4 separate regions of the Sus scrofa genome follow, and regions 1, 2 and 3 are each linked to region 4. The links are chromatin contacts, called in public Hi-C and promoter capture Hi-C maps. All regions are on one chromosome and are shown on one strand. The core of a region is the stretch at or near the end of the contact, and the rest is flanking DNA. Distances in the headings are between cores, read along the strand shown.

The links. Promoter capture Hi-C pulls out the DNA fragments that hold promoters and counts their contacts. A called contact is a pair of places that touch in the nucleus more often than the background predicts.
Region 1: a Hi-C map of heart right ventricle shows a contact between it and region 4, with 4 times the contacts expected there. The contact joins the promoter of NECTIN2 here to the promoter of CD3EAP in region 4. A contact is called at or near these places in 1 of 5 promoter capture datasets (fetal liver) and 1 of 47 Hi-C or Micro-C datasets (heart right ventricle).
Region 2: a promoter capture Hi-C map of fetal liver shows a contact between it and region 4, with 2.4 times the contacts expected there. The contact joins the promoter of TOMM40 here to the promoter of CD3EAP in region 4. A contact is called at or near these places in 1 of 5 promoter capture datasets (fetal liver) and 1 of 2 datasets of contacts at active chromatin or transcription factors (alveolar macrophages).
Region 3: a Hi-C map of liver shows a contact between it and region 4, with 4 times the contacts expected there. The contact joins the promoter of SIX5 here to the promoter of CD3EAP in region 4. A contact is called at or near these places in 2 of 47 Hi-C or Micro-C datasets (heart right ventricle and liver).

What each region holds. Positions count from the first base shown.
Region 1 is chr6:51,315,166-51,319,921 of Sscrofa11.1, forward strand. It overlaps NECTIN2 (nectin cell adhesion molecule 2), which reads left to right and starts at 2,492. Exons shown (of 6, transcript NM_001097494.1): 1 at 2,492-2,582. The coding sequence starts at 2,492.
Region 2 is chr6:51,357,984-51,362,459 of Sscrofa11.1, forward strand. It overlaps TOMM40 (translocase of outer mitochondrial membrane 40), which reads left to right and starts at 2,173. Exons shown (of 9, transcript NM_001315748.1): 1 at 2,173-2,453; 2 at 3,230-3,297; 3 at 3,736-3,828. The coding sequence starts at 2,180. It also overlaps a transcript of NECTIN2 not described here.
Region 3 is chr6:52,095,862-52,100,742 of Sscrofa11.1, forward strand. It overlaps SIX5 (homeobox protein SIX5), which reads right to left and starts at 3,597. Exons shown (of 3, transcript XM_021094581.1): 1 at 2,709-3,597; 2 at 980-1,782; 3 at 1-716. The coding sequence starts at 3,511. The coding sequence ends at 109. DMPK (myotonin-protein kinase) reads right to left here. Exons shown (of 14, transcript XR_002344695.1): 14 at 4,398-4,881. LOC110261013 (a long non-coding RNA gene) reads left to right here and starts at 2,709. Exons shown (of 2, transcript XR_002344697.1): 1 at 2,709-3,503; 2 at 3,806-4,486.
Region 4 is chr6:51,777,992-51,782,469 of Sscrofa11.1, forward strand. It overlaps CD3EAP (DNA-directed RNA polymerase I subunit RPA34), which reads left to right and starts at 2,718. Exons shown (of 3, transcript XM_013991968.2): 1 at 2,718-3,428; 2 at 3,788-3,929; 3 at 4,096-4,478. The coding sequence starts at 3,407. It overlaps PPP1R13L (relA-associated inhibitor), which reads right to left and starts at 1,911. Exons shown (of 15, transcript XM_021094555.1): 1 at 1,606-1,911.

The sequences.
Region 1 (4,756 bases), core at 1,242-3,741, 460 kb before region 4:
ACTTCAGGGTAGCTGCAATGGCAGATGAAGGGAGACTTCTGTATTTATCTAGCTGGCCTCATACCAGACTAGTGCTGAGCCTGAGATACGCATTATCTGCTACCTGCTTGCCGGGCAGCATGGGGCAAAAAACCACTCTGTGCTCTGCGTACTACTTTTCAATGACATGGGGGTCACTGATGGTGTTCCCATCATTGGATTCTTGTGCAGAATTAACTGCCAAGTAGCAAACTCTGTGACTTTGGTTCAAGTCACTTCATCTCTCTCTGCCTTGGTTTCCTCACATTGGTGCTGTGGAGGTTATTTGAGACAATACTTCTAGAGCCTTTGTATCAGCGGCTGGCACAAAGTAAGTGCTAAATACATTTATTAAAGGAGGTCCTGTCGTGGCTCCGTGGTTAACAAACTTGACTAGCGTCCATAAGGTCGCGGTTTTATCCCTGGCCTCGCTCAGTCCGGCGTTGCCGTGAGCTCTGGTGCAGATCGCAGCCCGGCTTGGACCTGGCATTGCTGTGGCTGTGGCATAGGCCAGCGACTACAGCTCCGATTGGACCCCTAGCCTGGGAATCTCCATGTGTTGCGGGTGCGGCCTTAAAAAGACAAAAAGGAAAAAGAAAAAAAAGTATTATTACCAAGATGTGAATGCCCATCAGAAACAGTCTCCACGACTTAAGATCTTGCCCATCTGGGGAAGAAAGCTCAGGTGTGCAGCAGGTGGAAAGGATGGCAAGTTCGGAGGGGGACGTTCCTTTTGGTAAAGCAAGAAGTTCCCAGGCATCTGCCCCCAGCTGATCAGTTTTCATTCAGATGAACAGGAACCGAAGGATTTCAGGAGCTCAGTGGCATCCCCTCCCTCTGGCCTCCTGCTTCCCCCCCTCACCCCTACACGCTGGGTGGCCTCACCAGCTCCCCGCCACCTCCGCAGCCCAAAGAATGTGAAGAGGTAGGTGGGGGTGGGGAGAAGCGGGAGCCTCTGAGGAGAGACAAAGGGGCCGAGTCAGAGCGAGAGACAACAAAGACGCAAGGAGGCTGGAAAGATAAGAGAAGTGGGACAAGGACGCGGGGAGGGACCAACGGTGTCTGGAGGCCCTAGCCGGGCGGCAGGGCCAGCGGAATGCGGGGGGCTGGTCTGTGCTGCCCCCTGGCGGGCGGCCGCGGAAAGGAACTGGTGAGGACCAGACACCCGAGAGGACTGGGGGATGCGGAGAGGGAAGGGAGGTTAAGAGAGACGCAGAGAGAAACAAGAGACACGGAAAGAGACACCGAAACACCCATTGAGACATAAGGACAGAGACAGACACAGAAAGAGGCAGAGAGACACAGATAGGAACACATAGAGGAAGACAGAGACCCAGAGACGCAGACAGAGACAAAGGGATGGAAAAGAGACAAGGATCAAGTGACACAGAAACAGCAATAGAAAGACACCAGAAAGAAAGAGACCAGCTACACAAAGTGACAGCGAAACGTGAAGACTGAAAAACCCAGAGATAGAGAAACAGGGACGGAAAAAGAAAGGCAAAAAATAGACACAAAGAGACACTAAAAGAGAAATTTAAAAAGAAACGATGCAGCGACTCCTAGAGTCCCAAGCAGAGATTAGAAAGCGACGAGGACAGGCTGAGATGCGCACAGATACGAACGACAGTAGGCACGGGGTGAGAACTAGGGAATTCGAGAGGCAGGGAAGGGGGTGGGGACTCTGCGTGGGGGCGGGGTTCCAGGGGGGCGGGCCTATGAGAACCCACGCTCCTCACGCAGGTGTGACGAGAAGGCAGGGACTAAAACTGAAGGGGACGGGTTAGTCTTTGGGGCGGGGCCGAGGCCAGGACTGAGCTCCCGAGAAGGGGCGGAGAACGGGTGGGCGGGGTGCACCGCGAAAGGCGGAGCCTCACGGGGGCGGAGACAGCCGAAAGCTCCGACGCGTGCGTGACTACAGCGCCCCTTAGACAGGGGGCGGGGCACGAGGGCAACCTTGAGTAAAGGGGCGTGGCAATAACGCTAGGGGGCGGAGCTTGAACGCTGGGAGAGGGCAAAGATAGAATTCTGGGGCAAGGAGGCTGTGATCAAAGAACCCTGGGAAGGGCGAACTTGGAATCCTGGGGAGGAGCAGGAAGGGGAGGGAGAGGAATGCTGGGGGCGGGGCGGGCGTTGAATCCTGGGGAGGCGCGGACAGGGCCTCCCAGGAGGGGGCGGGTCAGAACAGCATGAGGGGGCGTGGCCGGAGCCTGGGATCGGGTCGGCTCTTGGGGGGAGGAAAGGGGTGGATCCTGTGACGTCAGCGAGTCCGAAGCCAGAAAGAAGCTAGGAACCGGGGGGCAACGAGCTGGAAGAGCCAGGCAGCGAGAGCCAAGCCGGGAGAAGAGAGCGCGGCAGGAACCGGCCGGGAGCCAGAGCCACCCAGGCACCTGGTCGTCCTCTCAACCGATTGGCGCTCGCAGAGTGGCCCTCAGGCCCCCGCCCGGTCCCGGTCCCCCTCCCCGGGCCCCCCATGGCCCGGGCCGCAGCCCTCCCGCCGTCAAGATTGTCGCCGCCGACGCTGCCGCTACTGCCGTTGCTGCTACTACTGCTCCGGGAAACCCGTGAGAAACCGCAGACGCCTCCCTGGCGCGCGCGAACCCCTCCCCTTCCCCACCCCAGCAGAGGGTCGAGATGATGAATCGAGACCCCCCCCCCCAATCTTTCCTTCTCCTGGAGTTGGGAGTCTGAGGCCTGGGGAGAATTGAGGGCAGGGAGCCAGATGCCGAGGTCCTCGAGAGGGGCGGGGAACTAGCACTTTGGGCCTCTTGGAGGGCCAAGAATGACAATTCGGGCGACCTGGGGAAGGGCCTGAGGGCTCCAATCCCGGGCCTCAGGATTCCCGAGGCTCTGACTCCCGGGCCCCAGAAAACCAGGGACTGGGGCTGACTCCTGGGCCTCAGAAAAATTAGAGGGTGAGAGCTCTGTCTCTTGGGTGCCAGGTAGTGTGAAGGCTAGGGGCTACGGACGCCGGGGTCCTGGTAGAGTTGAGGGCAGGAAGGGCTCAAACTTAGGAGTTCCGTGTGGTGAGCCGAGGGCTCTGTCTGCTCGGTGCCAGACAGAATTGGGAGAAGGGGAGGGCAAACGCCCTGTCTCCTGGGCTCCAGATTTAATTGTGGGGCATTGGAATGTCTCGTGAGATGCAGATACACATGTGGGCAGGAATCCCGACTCGGGTACTAGATAAAATGCAGGGCCTGAGGCCCTGCCTGGAAACTGGAGGCTCGGTGGGCTGTGTTTCAGGTAGACTAAGGAGGCCGAGTCCCGCCGGCCGGGACCCTTCCCGTTCCTTGTGAGCCGTCGGCGGGGAGGCCCCTAGGGAAGTTTTCCGGGTTTCACTTTGGGCGAGCCGGGCCGGGCCGGGCGGGGCCGGGCCGGGCCGGGCGGGGGCTCTCCTGGCTCCCGGTTCCAGACTCCCGGTTTCGGGACCTTATCTTTCCTGTAGTCGTGCCTTTGTCCTCGGAGCCGCTGCGGGGGGTGGACGGGAGGAGACGCCGCCCTAATCCCCCCTCTCTCTCCCTCCGCTCTAGCCCCCTCCTGTTCCCTCCACCTCCCAGAGGGGAGGGGCGCAGACCTAGGAGAGGGAGGGGCTGGGAGGAAACAGGTGAAGGAGGCTCCGGCCCCGCCCCTTGCAGGTGACTGGGCTGTTTATTCCCAGCTAGAAACTTAGTGTACTGGAGTTTCCCAAAGGTTTACCAGAAAGTGCGGAGGCAACTTGGGGAAGTTCTGGTCTTGCCTCTGGTCTTTTTTCCCAGCAGGTCTCTGAACTGTCTCCCAGATTCCACCTGGAGTCAGGGACTGCCGCTTCCATCACCTGCCTCTCCCTCTTGTGTGGGAGATAGGGAGATAAAGTCAGACCCCGCCACCTCTAGGAGAATGCTCAGAATCCACCCCTCCCCCCTTGCACCCGGTGGGGACTCGGTGCGTGGTCTTGTGGAAGGCGCCGGATCACCCCCAGGAGACAGGTTCAGTTCCTGTTCCCATTTTGCAGAGGAGGGAACAGAGTCTTAGAAAGGGCAAACCGCTTTCCCAGGATCCACAGCCACCTGCAGACTTGAGAGCCTTTCCCAGGATCCTCCAGACCCAGGAGGACCCAGCCTTCAGATGGCAGAGACACAGAAGAGACTTTGAGAACAGCACCACTCCCCCCGCCCCCCTCCTCCCGAGGGCTTCAGCAAGCGGCCCTGAGCCTCCATTTCCTCCTTAGCACAGCAGATATCATAGTTCTTTCCTGCAAGGCCATTGGGAGGATTTAGGGGTGGCACTTGATGGGGAGGTCTTCCCCTTTCCTGACCCTCCATCCTAGTGCTTTTGCTCTCTGCTCTCTCTCCCCTCCCTTTCTCCCTCCCTCTCCTCTCTCTCCCTCTGCTCCTTCCCTCACTCCCCCCCTTCTTCCTCTCTCTGTCTCTCACCCTCTCCCTCTCAGCTCCTCTGGCTCTCTAATCTCTCTCCAAGCTCTTTCTCTCCTCCTTTCTCGCCCTCACTGTCTCCTTTCCATCCGTCTCTGTCTCCCTGTCCCCAGCGCCTCCGCCTGCCCCCTCCTTGGCCCCCAGGAATGAGGGGGCACCACCTGGGCTTCTTACTGGGCCAGCTCCCCTCCCCAGTCCTCCCAGCTTTCACTGCTCATCCCTGTCAGCCAGGCAGCCCCATGGTAGTGGAGGGGGATGGAAGGAGAGGGGACCGCTGCCTGCTGTCTCTTCTTGTTAGGGAAGGAGGACTGGACTGGGGAGAACCGGGG
Region 2 (4,476 bases), core at 923-3,422, 420 kb before region 4:
GGAGTCTCAGGGTACAGACCCTTCCCTGAGCCCCCACTACCCCATTTCCTATCTACAGGGAACTAAGCCCCAACTCAGGGCTACATGGGGTGAGCCTCATGCTGAGTGTGCCTTGCTGACCCCAGCCTTGGGAGAATTTGCTGTTACTTTGAAAACTACTGAGTCCCTTTACTCCTGTCCAGTGGGATTGGACCAAGCATCTCCCTGGATGGGAAAGTGGATCACCTGGGTTTGGGGATGTGATATTGTTTTGTAATAGAGCATTTCCTACAAGATACAAGTTTGTACTTTGACCAGGTCTCACCTAGTGTTTTTTTTGTGGGCTGTGAAGGGGATGGAGATGGAACAGGATGGGAAATGAATAGGGGGCTGAGGACTTGAGGGAATCAGTAGACCAGAAGTCAAGACAGGTTACAGACAAAAAGAAAAAGGACAAAAGATATGACAAAGATAATGGAGGGCCTAAAGAGCAAGAATGCATAAGCCAAAAACGTAGTGATGGGTAATGGAAGGAGAGGGGAAGGAGTCCAGGCATGGTGGTTAAGGAAAAGGAATCCTCAACAGTAATCTAATGAATAATAGACAGAAATAAAGGGAACAAAGGAGAAATAGCAGTAATTAAGTACGAGGGGCTTGGGCGTAATGAATAAACGGCAATAAAAACAGGCCAAAAGCAAAAGTATTAATGTTTTATTTCATTTATTTATTTATTTATTTATTTATTTATTTTCGTCTTTTTGCCTTTTCTTGAGCCGCTCCTGCGGCATATGGAGGTTCCCAGGCTAGGGGTCGAATCAGAGCTGTAGCCGCCGACCTAGACCACGGCCACAGCAACGCGGGATCCAAGCCTACACCACAGCTCACCACAACGCGGGATCCTTAACCCACTGAGAAAGACCAGGGATCGAACCTACAACCTCATGGTTCCTAGTCGGATTCGTTAACCACTGCGCCACGACGGGAACTCCAGTATTGTTTTAATAGGAGCTCAGGGCACGATGGGTAATAGATCCGAATGAATAAGCCAGGGACAGAGGGATGAATAATGGAGCTGATGTGTAATGGACCCAAAACTAGATGCTCAATTAAGGAAGAGCTAGAAGAATGAAGGGAATGAACGGGCATAAAGGGGCTAAAGGTAGTACAGGCAACCAAACTGAAATGAATGGGACGGAAGGCATGCTGGGTAATGGGACCTGAATGAATGGGCCAAAGATAGAAGCCGCAGCGACTTGGCCAGGGGTGGGAGGAGACCCAGAAGACATCATGGGTAACGAAAGGGGTGGGTCTACGGCAACTGTCCTGTTAAATAGGTAAGGGGCATTGTGGGTAACAAGAAACAGGACAGGGTTCATGTAACGGGTTAGAATTCTCCCGTGGCACTGTGGGAACGGCCAGCACTTCCGGCTTTCGGTCCGCGACTCAGGACTAGGGGGCCGCCCCTTTGCCGCGAAGCCTGGTGGGACGCGAGGCCTGACCTTGCTGCCTAGCAGCCTCTGCCGCGCAACCCACCTTTATCCATGTCCTTTGACCCCGGCACTTTAGCCAATGAACACACCAGATAGATTACGTCAATAGGGTAGGACCTTGTACCTGCCGGAGCCAATCAGGATGCGTCAAGGACCAAGGCCGACCAATAAACATGGCAACTTCGCCGCGGGGCGGAGTCGAAAGTGTGGGGGGGGTGACTTCTGGAAAGGGGCGGAGGCGATACGTCAAAAGGGCGTTGCAAAGCAAGCAGCACAGGCCAATGGCGGGCGAGCACCGGAACCCGCGGCATCGCGAACCAATCGGCGTGGGCTCTCCAAGCCAGTGGGAAGGACGGGGAGGTGTGCTTTGACCTGTCTGCGAGTGGGAACCAACAGAAAAGGACGTTCCAAGGAAGTGGGTGGAACTCTCATCCACGACACCAATAGTAAGGCCAGACCCTGAAGCCGGTGGGCGGACGCAAGGGCCCGTTAAACCAATGGACTGGGGGGGGCGGGGCGACGGTGGCGGCGGCGGCGGCAGCGGGTTCGGTTGCGCGTGGCGCACGGGGTGGGAGCGGAGCCCAGACCGGGAGGAGGCGCTGCCGCGGGTGAGAACCGGGGTTACGAGCAAGGGGGTGTTGGCTGGGGACAGGGCTTGGAGCCCGTGGGCCTTGACCTCTGCCCTCTGACCCTTCCCTTTGCAGGCGACCATGGGGAACGTCTTGGCCGCTAGTTCGCCGCCTGCAGGGCCGCCGCCGCCACCTGCGCCTCCCCTCGTGGGACTGCCTTCGCCTCCGCCCTCTCCTCCCGGCTTCACGCTGCCGCCGCTCGGGGGCGGCCTGGGCGCTGGGGCTGGTACAGGTCGAGGTTCCGAACGGACCCCTGGGACTGCGGCCGCTAACGCTGGAGGGACCGGGGATGATGGGGCCTGTGGCTGCCTGCCCAACCCGGGCACGTTCGAGGAGTGCCACCGGAAGTGCAAGGGTGAGGGGCTAGGGGCCCGGCGGGAGTGTGATGGCCCGGATCTCGGGGGGAGGGGGAGAACACTGAGGACCTTGGGAATTGGCACGGACCACTGGAATCATTGAACACAGCGTTAGGAGCTGATGTTGGAGTCGAATGGTGCAACGTTGAACTCGGGGCTTAGAACGATGGGATCAAATGGTGGAACCTTGGGATGGAATGCCAAGGCAGCAGAGAAAAGCTTTAGGGACCTCAGGAACCCCAGGAATCAGCCAAGCCAGCCTCATGTGATCGTGAGGGAAACTGAGGCCCAAGGTCACCGTGACAGCAAGGGGCAGTGGGGGTAGAAGCCAAGGCTTTTGGATCCCGATGTGGAATAGTTATGATGGAAGAGTGGTGGCCACATCCTGAGCACTGGCACTCAGTACGTGTTAACTCATGAAACCCTTGCAATAGTTCTATGCGGTGAATATCCTCAACTTCCAGTTGATAAAATTGACAGACTGAGATGAGTTGACGTGTCTCCTGTCACACTGGCAGTAAGTGGTGGCCCTGGGATTTGGATGTAGGCAAAGGCCTTGATCCTGAGCACATCAAAACACTAGGCTGTTTTGCCTCTGTATTGGTTGGGGTACTTTGCAATGTGTTGCTTGTGGGTACCTGGGGAATGGAGAGTGAGGATTCTAGGGAAGGAAGGCACCTGAGAAGAGGTGTGTGTGTGTGTGTGTGTGTGTGTGTGTGTGTGTGTGTGTGTGTGTGTGTTCGGAGTGTGACAACCAGCATTCTCTCTTTCTCAGAGCTGTTTCCTATTCAGATGGAAGGTGTCAAGCTCACAGTCAACAAAGGTTTGAGTAATCATTTCCAGGTGAGCCTTCCTGGGCCCCTCTTCCTCCAGGGGTCATCCCCCCCATCCCCCTGCATCTGCCCACACAGCCCTTTTATTGCAGCCTAAAGGTGTGGGCTCCTTGTTGCCAGACTAACCACTCCGTGGCGACCAGTGTAGAGTCTGGGGACCAAGAGTCCAGAAATAATGCACCTCACCCCCAACCAGCATCCAGGCAGGAATAAAGTGCCAGGCGTGTGCCCCAGCCCTGGCACATCCCTCCTCTAAGCTTCCAATCTAGTCAGGGCACACCTCCCAGTCTTCATCTTCAGCCCAGCCCAGCCTGATAGGAAAGCTAGATTGACAAGGATCCCGGATCCTGGGCTGGAGGGGAGCTGTCCTAGGCATGAGCTCAGCTGCATTCCTTGGGCAGGGGCGTGGTCCTCGGACTCATCGCCACAGCCCTCCCTCTTTTCCCAGGTGAACCATACAGTCGCCCTCAGCACAATCGGGGAGTCCAACTACCACTTTGGGGTCACGTACGTGGGGACAAAGCAGCTGAGTCCCACAGAGGTGAGCTTCCTTTTGCCATTCATTCATTGTATCTTTCTTGTAACACATAATGCAGCCAAACAGGTAAAGAAGGCTTTGTCAGTAGGAGGTCAGAGCTGCCAAGGGTGTTGGGACGTGCTGTCTGTCTCTCCAAGGTGCCCTGGAGCCTGGGTCATTTCTTCATCCTGCCCTCCACTTCTCAGCCTAGCCCTGTGCCGAGAGAAGCTGAGGACGCCAAGGTCACCAGTGATGACCCAGAGTGGGCAGGGCTGGGCTGTGTGGATCCTTGCTGGGCTTCGAAGGCCAAGCTAGGCATTTCACCTCGGGGGCACTAGGGGGCAGTGGAGAGCCACTGAAAGATTTGAACGAGGGAAAGACAGGCCAAGAGGAGGCCAGATGAATGCTTTGGAACTGGCATTTCTCAAGTTGTCTGGAGGCTATTAAGGGAGTGGAAAAAACTGGGGGCCTGGAAGGAGGTTGGGCCAGGACACGGGTGGGCTTAAGGGACTAAATTAGTCTTTGCTTATGTTAACCATTTCCAGGTAATTTACTCAACCAACCTTCCTTGCACCCCCATTCTGTGCCCAGCCCTGTGCTGGGGACATAGCAGTGATTCAAACAGACATGGGGCTCACAGCCCAGTGGAGAAAGGGAACAGGCCTGTCCCCA
Region 3 (4,881 bases), core at 2,347-4,846, 320 kb after region 4:
TAGTGTGTGTGGAATCTGCAGACGGCGGCCGACGTGTCTGGGAGAGGCTCCCGGGCCGTCCTGGATCCCGTCAGCACCATTATCAGGGGAGACCATGGGCCCGGCGGGTCACAGTTCCAAGGGCTCCTCCACGGGCACCGACTGGAGCTGGGTCAGCACCTTGGTCTCTGCTTCCAGCCCATCAACCTCGCCCGCCGCCGTGGCCCCCAGGAGCAGCCCCTCGGGGTCGGGGTCCGGCAGCCTCAGCACAGCGTGGGGGGCCTGTGTCCCCAGCCCCTTCTCCGCCTCTAGTAGCCCCTCGGTGGCCGTGCTCAGTTCCAACCCGGCTGGCCAGATGGGCACGGCCGCGGGCGACAGCAGGAGCCCCTCGGGCGGGGGCGCCGGGAAACCTGGCAGGAGGCTGGATGGGTCTGGGGCGAAGGGCAGGTTGGTGGCGGTGGCGGCGGGCGGCGGCTGTGATGGCTGCTGCGCAGAAAGGGTGCCCAAGGCGTGGGCGTCCGGGAGAGCGGGGCTGGGGGCCACCGGGAGGGCTCCTTCGGGCACTGAGATGGCCGCGTCTGGTTTCAGGGGCAGGGCCAGGCTGGGGGCGGGCGGCAGGACCTGGGAGACCAGCATGCTGGTGGGGAAGGTGGCGGTGAGGATGATCTTGCCCTGCTGCACGGCCACACCTGTCACGATGGGGCTGCCGGACACCGGGTTGGCCAGCAGGAAGTTTCCTGTGGGGAGAGGAGATGGGCCAGGCGCAGAGGTGAAGGCTAAGCGGCTGGACGGCAGGCAGGGAGACAAGCCAGAGGCCAAAGGAGCCCCTTCGGGGTGAGGCCGAGTCTGTGACTTGAGCCTCACGGTACTACCTGGCACAAGAGGGTCGGGGACCCACCAGGGACGAGCTCCCCACTCTCCCCCCCACCCGACAGCACCATCCCTCCACAGTAACTCCTGCACCCCTGCACCCCCCCACCCAGCCACCGCAAGGGGGTACCTGGGGCAGTGGCTGAAGGCAGCTGCAGCGCAGTCACGCCCACCCCGGAGTTTATCAGGTGCACATTGGCAGGGCCCGCGGCAGCAGCCACCTTCACAGGGCTGCCTGGCCCAGCTGCCAACAGCTGCAACGGCCCCACAGCCTGGGGCAGGGTCACCACCTGCGAGGTGGGCACCACCTGGGGCAGGTTCAACAGGGGGGAGGTGGGGCCCAGGCCCGCGGGGTAGCCAGGAGGCGGGGAAAGTGGCACCACTTGTGGAGCGGCCACAGAAGTCACTGGTCCTGGGGGCAGAGGAAAGGTGGCGGCCGGTGGGGGCCCAGGCACCACTTGGGGCAGAGGTCCTGGGACCTCCTCTCCAGGCGGCCCTGAAGCAGCCACCTGGGCTCCCTTGGTCTCAGGGGCTTCAGGCTGAGCCTCCTCCAGTTGAACCTCCCCAGTCTGAGGGTCCAGGACCAGGGAGGTCTTGCCCTCGCTGGCCCCCTGGGGGCTGGGCTGCGGTGCAGGGGCGCCCCCGCCCCCGGTGAGCAGCAGGGGGCCCAGGCTGGAGGCCTCGCCCAGGGCCAGGCTGTTGATGATGACGGGGCTCCCATTAAGGAGCACTGCTGGAGAGCTGCCGGCGGCCAGGAAGCTCCCGTTCACCAGGATGGAGGAGGAGGCGGGACATGGTGTGGGAGGGGCAGCCCCAGCCAGGAATACGGAGCCCTGGGCGGGAGGCTCAGCAGCCCCTGGAGCCACCCCCCTCTCCAGGTCCTCGGGACTCCGGCTGGACTCGTCCTCAGTAGCGGGGTTCCCATCTGACTCGCTGGTGGGAGAAAGGATTGTGAGCTGTGTGGCCCAGCGCACTGTTCCCCGCTGGCCTGCCGGCAAACTGCTCTGCGGGAGCACACGCCCACCACGGCCCCCGCACCTTTCCCCAGCCCCAGTTTTGTGGACCACTTCAGGGGGTCATGAAACCTCCTCTCTGAGGCCACCCAGGGACCCCTGGGACGGAGCCTCTGCCAGCCTGGCATTGAAACCACTGCCTAGGGCTCAGGCTGGCCCTCCTCCCCCTGGCAGGGCCCCGGAGACTGAGCACCCAGGCTGCCTGAAATTCCCCGGGGTGGCCTGAAAGCAGCCAAGTGGCTTCGGCGAGAGCAAGGAGGTAGTGGCCGGCCCAGCTCCTGGTGCCCTCCCCCCGGGGCGCTGGAGGAGTGAGCGGCCGGCGCGCAGGGTGGGAGGGGAAGAGCTAGGGTTACAGGGAAACCGGAGCTGGGGAAGGTTCACGTTTCACAACAAAGACAGACGACCGACCACGCCGTTTGGGCCCTGAGGCGGGTGGGGGGCGGGAGGTGAGGCCGAGCAATGGTTAGGGAGCGCCTGGCAGCTTAGGGACCCGAACAGGCCCCTGTGCCCGGTAGGGTCGGCAAAGGCCCCTCCTCCTTTCCAGCAGCCGCGGGTTTTCTCGCTGCCTCCCCCGAGTCTAGCCGCGGACACAGATGGGATCTGGGACGGAGCCTAGAGCGGAGCAGAGGGAGGTGGTCTCCCAGCCTCCGCAGCAGGAGCACCGGTGTCGGAGCGAGGGCCGGGGCGCGTGCCCGTTGCATCTGCACAGATTCCCCGCGCTGGGCGGGCGCCTGAGGGTGTGTGCGGGGAGTGTCTGAGGAGTTCAGACAGCGGGCAAAGGGGAAGGGGACTGGTGGATGCCACGTCCCCAGGAAAGGAGGACTGGCGCGGACCGGGTCCCCTCACCTCTTGCCCGGCGCGCCGCCGCCGCCCCCGGTCCGGTCGCGCTGGCGTCGGTTCTTGAACCAGTTGCTGACCTGCGTGAGCGAGAGGCCGGTGAGCGTGGCCAGGCGGCGCTTCTCGTCCGGCGTGGGGTAGCGGTTGCCGCGGTAGCAGGCCTTGAGCGCGGCGCGGGAGCGCTCCTTGAAGCAGTAGACGGTCTCCTCGCCGTCCCAGATGGTCTTGGGCAGCGGGAATTTCTTGCGCAGACGGTACTTGTCCACCGCGCCCAGCGCGCGGCCGCGGGCCCGCTCGGCCTCGTGGTAGCGCGCGCGCAGGTAGAGGTCCTGCAGGAAGGCGTGGTGGGCGGCGGGGAAGGGGCGGCTCTCGAGCAGCCGGTAGAGCTCAGCGTACTCGCCCCGCTGGAAGGCCACAAGGGCCCGAGCGCGCAGCACCGGATCGCTGCCACGTAGGCGCTCCGCCGGGGGCAGTGCGCCCAGGAAGCGGCTCAAGCGGCCGGCGTGGCCCGCCTGTAGCAGCGCCTCGCACACGCACGCCACCTGCTCCGGCGAGAAGCGGAGGCCTGTGGGCGGCTCGGCAGCGGCCTCGCGGGGAGACCCGGGGACGCCCGGGGATCCAGGGTCCTCCGCTTTCACCGTCGCTTCGCCCGCCCCGGCCCCGGCCGCCGCCGCCGCCTCACCCTCGGCCGCCTGCAAAGTCTGCAGGAGCTGGCGCGCTTCCTCCTCCTCCTCTTCGGCCGCCGCCGCCGCCGCCACCGCCTCCCCCCCAGCCGCCGGCCCCGCGCTCGGCTCCGAAGGCAAGGTAGCCATGTTTTGCAACTTTGGGAAGTTCCTCCCTCCTTCTCCTCCTCCCTCGGGCTTTCCCCAGCCCCCTCCCCCGTCCGTCCCCTCTCCCCGCACCCCCCTTCGCGCTTCCCGATCTTCTCCCGCCGACCTCGCGTCTCCCCCCCGCCACCGATGCCAGGTCCAGCTCCTACTAGGGTCTCTGTCCCTGTGACTGTGTGTGTGCCCGTCCCCCTTCCCGACTGTCCGTGATTCTCCCTTTGTTTTCCCTCCGCCTCCCGCCGCGCTATTTGCCTCCCCCCGCGTGTGCCTCTGGCTCAGGGCCTCAGTTTCCCCATCGGGACAACGGAGAAGGTAACGGGCCGTCCGGGAGGGCTAAGGGCGCGAAGCCACCTCCGCCCTGAGACTGAGCTTCTGCATGCCTCCGTCTCCAGGGTCCTCAGAAGGCCCCCCTTACTCCCCATCTCGGCCAACGCTCCGCCCCTCGGAATTCCCGGCTCCGCAGGGGGGCGGGTCTGGCTGGGAGAAGGGGCGGGGAAAACGGGCTAGAAAGTTTGCAGCAACTTTTCTTGAGCTTAGGTCCCTGGAACGGATGCGCGTGGCCCGCGCAGGCGCAGTGGCAGGAGGATGGCCGCACGCGCCGCCCGCCCAGCCCCCTTCTTCGCGGCGGTCTAGTGGCACAGCTGGGCCACAGCTGGACAAGGGGCGGTGCCGTCGAGTGGCCCGCTCGTCTTCTTCTATTGGCCGGAGGTCGAAGCCACACCCTCATCCCTACCCCCACCCCTGATTCGTCCGCTTCGTCTCCCGCTAGCTTCCTGCCAGGCCATTGGCCGCCTCCACTCGCCTGGCCGGATTGGCCCACTGAGTAGCCTCCTGCCCTCCTTGCAAACAGAGCCGGCACGAAGTTCGAGCATTCTGGGCAGACGAAAGGGCCTTTTATTTGCGAGGATCGGGGGTGGGGTCCTAGGTGGGGAAAGACAATAAATACCGAGGAATGTCGGGGTCTCAGTGCATCCAAAACGTGGATTAGGGTGCCGGGATCCTGGAGCCTGTCAGCGGGTTGGAGGACAGGTCAATAAATACCCACACTGCTGAGGCGGGCGGAGCCGGCTGTGGCTCCGAGAGCAACGCACGTGAGGAGGAAGGCACGAAAGTCCCCGAAAAAGCGGGGCTGTCAAAAGCAAAAGGTTCTCCAGAGAGCAGGCGGAGCTCGCGCTAGACGTTCGCCGCGTAGAGAGCTTTCCTGGGAGGGCAGGGCCTCATGCACACAGAGGATTTGTGGTTTGCGAGCCGATGTGGGTGGGGGTGCCTGGAAGGTGAAAAATAGTTGCTTGAACCCTGGCCCTGCTGCCTTCTCTAGGTCGCAGTTTGCCCACCCCCGTCGGGGGGCCTCAGCC
Region 4 (4,478 bases), core at 1,468-3,967:
ATCTTTCTGAAATTCTGAAAGCCCTGAGCTTTGACCTGCGGAGTCTTGACTTCAGTTCTTGGGTCTCAGAGCCCTAAATTTCTCCCTGTGCCTTCCTGAGGTCTGGCCTATTCCAGGGCATAGGAATCCCTGGAGGATGCCAGGCGGAAGGTGGCAAAAGTTCAGGGTGTGGGCTGTGCCCGCATTCTGGCCTCAGCTTCCCCACTGGACAGGGCAGTGGGCTCGGTAGGCTCGGCAAACCCCATTGGAAGCGAGACCAGGGGCAGTTGCCTGAGATGTCTGTAGCCAATGGGAAGGATTCTTCTACCTGCCAGCCCTGAGCCTGGCATGCTGTGAGCTCTGTCTTGGCAGCCACAGTTATTATTTTTAATTTCATCTCAGGGTATCGCCAAATGCCCTTCAAGCCCAGACATTAGGAAGTTCTGCCCTCTCACATCAGAACCCCCTGCCTCCCCCGCCCCCTCATCTAATCCTCTCACATGATGCTTGGGGGTGGAGAGAAGGGGGAGCCCTGGCCTCCCTCAGCTTCAAGGACAGACACACACACCTCCAGAATTAGCCTCTATTCTCCCTTATCTCCCACACTAGCTCAGGTCAGACAGATGGGGGTGGAGGTGACATTTCTCACCTCAGGGTCGCAGCCAGGAGCCCTAGGAGAGACGTTAGTCAGAAAATCCGGTGGGAGTGGATGGAATCCAGGGGCCCAAAGAGCAGCTGAGGGAGGGGGAGGGAAAATCCTGATCCATGACTCTGCTGCCAGTGTGACCTCTAAGCCTCAGTTTACCCCCGTCCTTCCTGTATAATGGCTATATTGTACCCAGCCACGCAAGCCTCTCAGAATCCAACCCCACCTTCTGGAATTCCGCCCTGGGTTCCAGAATGCCCTTTACAAACCCCAGATATGTCCCACCTTCGTGGGGCAATGGGGGGGCTCCGCTCCCGCCAGGGGGCGCCCTGGGGCGGAGCTCCCTCCTCTGGTTAGGCAGGTTTGACGCCCCGGTTAATGACATGTTGGGGATCACGCAGGGGCACAGAGGAGATTGGAGACCTGCCCTGTTCCCTACCACCCCCCCAGTCCCCACCCCCTCGGCTCCCACCCCAGAGCCAGAAAGTGGGGGGAACACCAGGAACACAGCCTCCAGAATGTGTTTGCTCTGCTTCATTTCAGGAACCAGGGTTCCACCCTTCCCACCCCATCCCTAATTCTGCTCGGGGACCTTGAAGACTGGGTAGAGACGGCAACTGACAGGTGGCAGGGATGGCCGCCCATTCCAGAGCTCCAGCAGTCTGAACCTCCCATTTCTGCCCAAGAGCTCCGATACCCCACTTCTACTTAAGGACTCAGGCTTCTGAGAGCCCTCAGTTGGAACGTCTCCCCTGGAATAAGGCGTCCAAACCCTCCATTCTAAGAACTCAGGCATCCAAGCCCCTTTGCCTTCTGCCCAGTAAATCAGGCATTTGAGTTCTATCCTTCTAAAGTCCCTGGTATCTGCGCACCCCTAATTCCGCCCTGGGACCCGGGGTCCGAGTTTCCTCCCAATCCTCCCAGGGACGCGAGTGTCGGGCTCCTCCAGAGCTGCTGAAGCCCAATGGGGTGTAACTCACGGATCCGGGGCAGATCTTGGCACTGGGGGGCTTCCTCCGGCTCCGGCTCCGGCTGTGGGGAGCGGAGGACGGGGCGGGGCAGGCGCCGGGAACAGGTTAGACGACGTGACTCCGACGGGAGGGAGGCGGGTCCCGGAGGGGATGGGGAGAGGGAGTCGCCTTGAGCACCTTGGGACTTGTAGTCCCAGAGGGGGAGGACGTAGACGGGGACGTTCCTTTTTGGATTCACCCAAAGTCCATTTCACAGGCGGGAAGGGGGAGGTCCAAAGGCCGAGGGCCACCAGGTTATGTAGATAGAGTCCAGACTCCTACCTCGCTGTGGCTGCAGGAGATGGACACTTGAGTTTCTGCCTCACTCCTCCAGGCTGTTTCCTGCTTGAATGAAGTTTCGGATGCCACCAAGGAGGCAGAAGGCTATAGAGGCTGGTGGAGACTCACATACCACACCCCAAGGCGAGAATAGGGCCTCGTTAAAATCCCTATCCCCTCGGGTCCTGAGCGTCAATCTCCCCGTCGGTAAAAAGAGTGGTTTGGATCTTTACTGAATTTCCTAGCAACAGAGCCCAAAGTCGGAGGCTGGGACTACAATTCCCAGCAGCTTCCGCGACCAACACCGGGCGCCTACAGCCTCGCGTCCTCTGGGAACTGTAGTTCAGGAGCCCACTGGGGCGGCGTCCCGGTGTCTCGCCCACGCGAGAGAACTGTCTGGCAATCCCCCGAGAAGGCAGCGCGGCTTCTTCTTTCCCCTACTCTCCTTTCGCTCTGGGAAGCCGCTGGCACCCTAACAAGGTGGGCGCCCCAATTCTAAACAGGATCCGAAATCTCGGCAGAGGGGGTGGGAATCAGCTCTGACACACCGGTCAGGAATGCTGTCGGGTCACCGTATCTAGCCATGGTCCCACGGCTCCGCCCATCGTCCCAGGCGCTGCGGTTCCTGTGATAAGGAGTGTGGACGCGTCCCCCAAATCTGAGTCCACGTGCCGCTGTTTACACGCGCCCCGGGGCCAGGAAGGGGCGCTGGTCAGGACACGTACTCCCTCTCCCTTCCTCAAAGCCTTTGGGAATGTCTCTCACACACGAGACTAAACCCTCGAGGGCATCTGCCTGTCTCTTTTGGTCCACAACCCCACCCCTTAGTCGCACCGCCCCACGCGTGTCCAGCTTTGGAGTCCGGAGGCTCTGCCCCGGGACCCACAGGCTCCTCCCCCTACGTTTCCCGCTCCCTCCGAGCCCAGAAGCTCCGCCCCTGTCTGGTACCTAAAGCCCATGGGAGGAATTACCGCATTACACCATTTCCCCCTATCTCCCATTCAAGTTCTGAACTTCCGAGGTATCTGGGCTTTCCTCGAAGGAATTGTAACTCTGAGGACAGAGTCCTGCCGACCTAGACGCTTACCTGTCTCTTCAGAATTTCAGACCAATCGATCTTCCTGTCTCTTTAAGAGTTAGGGCTTCTCAATGTGGCTGCCCCTTTAAGACGACGTTAGAGCAATTCATGGCTGAGAGACTAGGAGGACGCCCTCCGGGACCTGGCAATGCTCTAACTCCCGTCCAACAGCGAATCAGCTGTTTTTGGAGCGGAATTTCGGTAAAAGACGTTTTCTCGCTTGTCTGCTATGCACAAGTGGAAATTTCCCGCAGTTTTGCTTATAGAGCGAGAAGGGCTCCGAGCGACACCTCCCGCGTTCCTGTGCCACATGGACGCTCCCAGATAAGGTCCCACCCCCCTCGGTTCCACGTGGTCGGCGGCGGGGCCTGAGTGACTCTGGATGCTAGGTCTACGTGAGGCGTGGGTTCCGGGATGGCGGCGGTCCCGTCCAGTGGTGAGTTGCTTCTTGGCGGGCCGAGAGGTCAGAGTTGGCTGGCGGGAGGAAAAAGGGGCGCCCTTGAGTCTTCGGACGGAAAAAGGGACATCCTCGGAGACAGGACCTGCGGAGAATATACCCCTCAGGGGATGGTGGGCGCGGGGAAATTTAGATAAAGGGAGGGTATCTTTGCGGGGGTGGGGGGAATAATACCGGTGGCGAGAACTAGGGTTAGGTCGGTGGAAATAGGGGAACCTCTGAGGTGAGCGGATTGGGGAGCTCAAGAAGTTGAAAATGATTGACCCATAGGCGCCCTGGAATTTGGGACCGACAGTTGCGTGTCAACACACCCCCTCCCCCCGTTTCCCCTTATGCAGATGCTGCTCGGTTTTCTTGTCCCCCCAATTTTATTGCGACGCCCCTAGCCTCAGAGCATACTCGTTTCTCTTTGGAGGCGTTGACGGGCCCTGATACAGAACTGTGGCTTATCCAGGCTCCTGCGGACTTCACCCCGGACTGGTAAGAGGTCCTGTGCCACCTCCCGGCAATCCTCCCCGCCCCAGTGGCTGAAGTTGGGGGGAAACTTAGAAGGGCTTTCCTGGGGCACCTAGAAATGTTGCTTCTGCGCACCTGTCTCCCCAAAAGAATCTGATCAAGCTTCTGCCCTCCCTCTTTCTCCCTTCAGCCTCAATGGGCGGCTCGTGCCTCTCTCTGGCTCCCAGGTTGTGAAAGGCAAGTTGGCAGGCAAGCGGCACCGCTACCGGGTCCTCAGCAGCAATGGCTCCCAGGCTGGAGAAGCAACCCTGCTGGCCCCTTCAGCAGAGGTGGGAGGGGGACTCACCTGTGCCCCTTCCCCACAGGGCAGCCTAAGGATCTTTGAGGGTCCCCAGGAGTCTTTAACAGGGACCCTGCTGCAGCCCATTCCAGCAAGTCCCCCACCACAGATTCCCCCTGGCCTCAGGCCTCGGTTCTGTGCCTTTGGAGGCAGCTCTCCAGTCACTGGGCTTGGGTCGGTCTTGGCGTCAGGGAAGAGGAAAAAGAAGAGACATATTCCAGAGGCCTCATTTC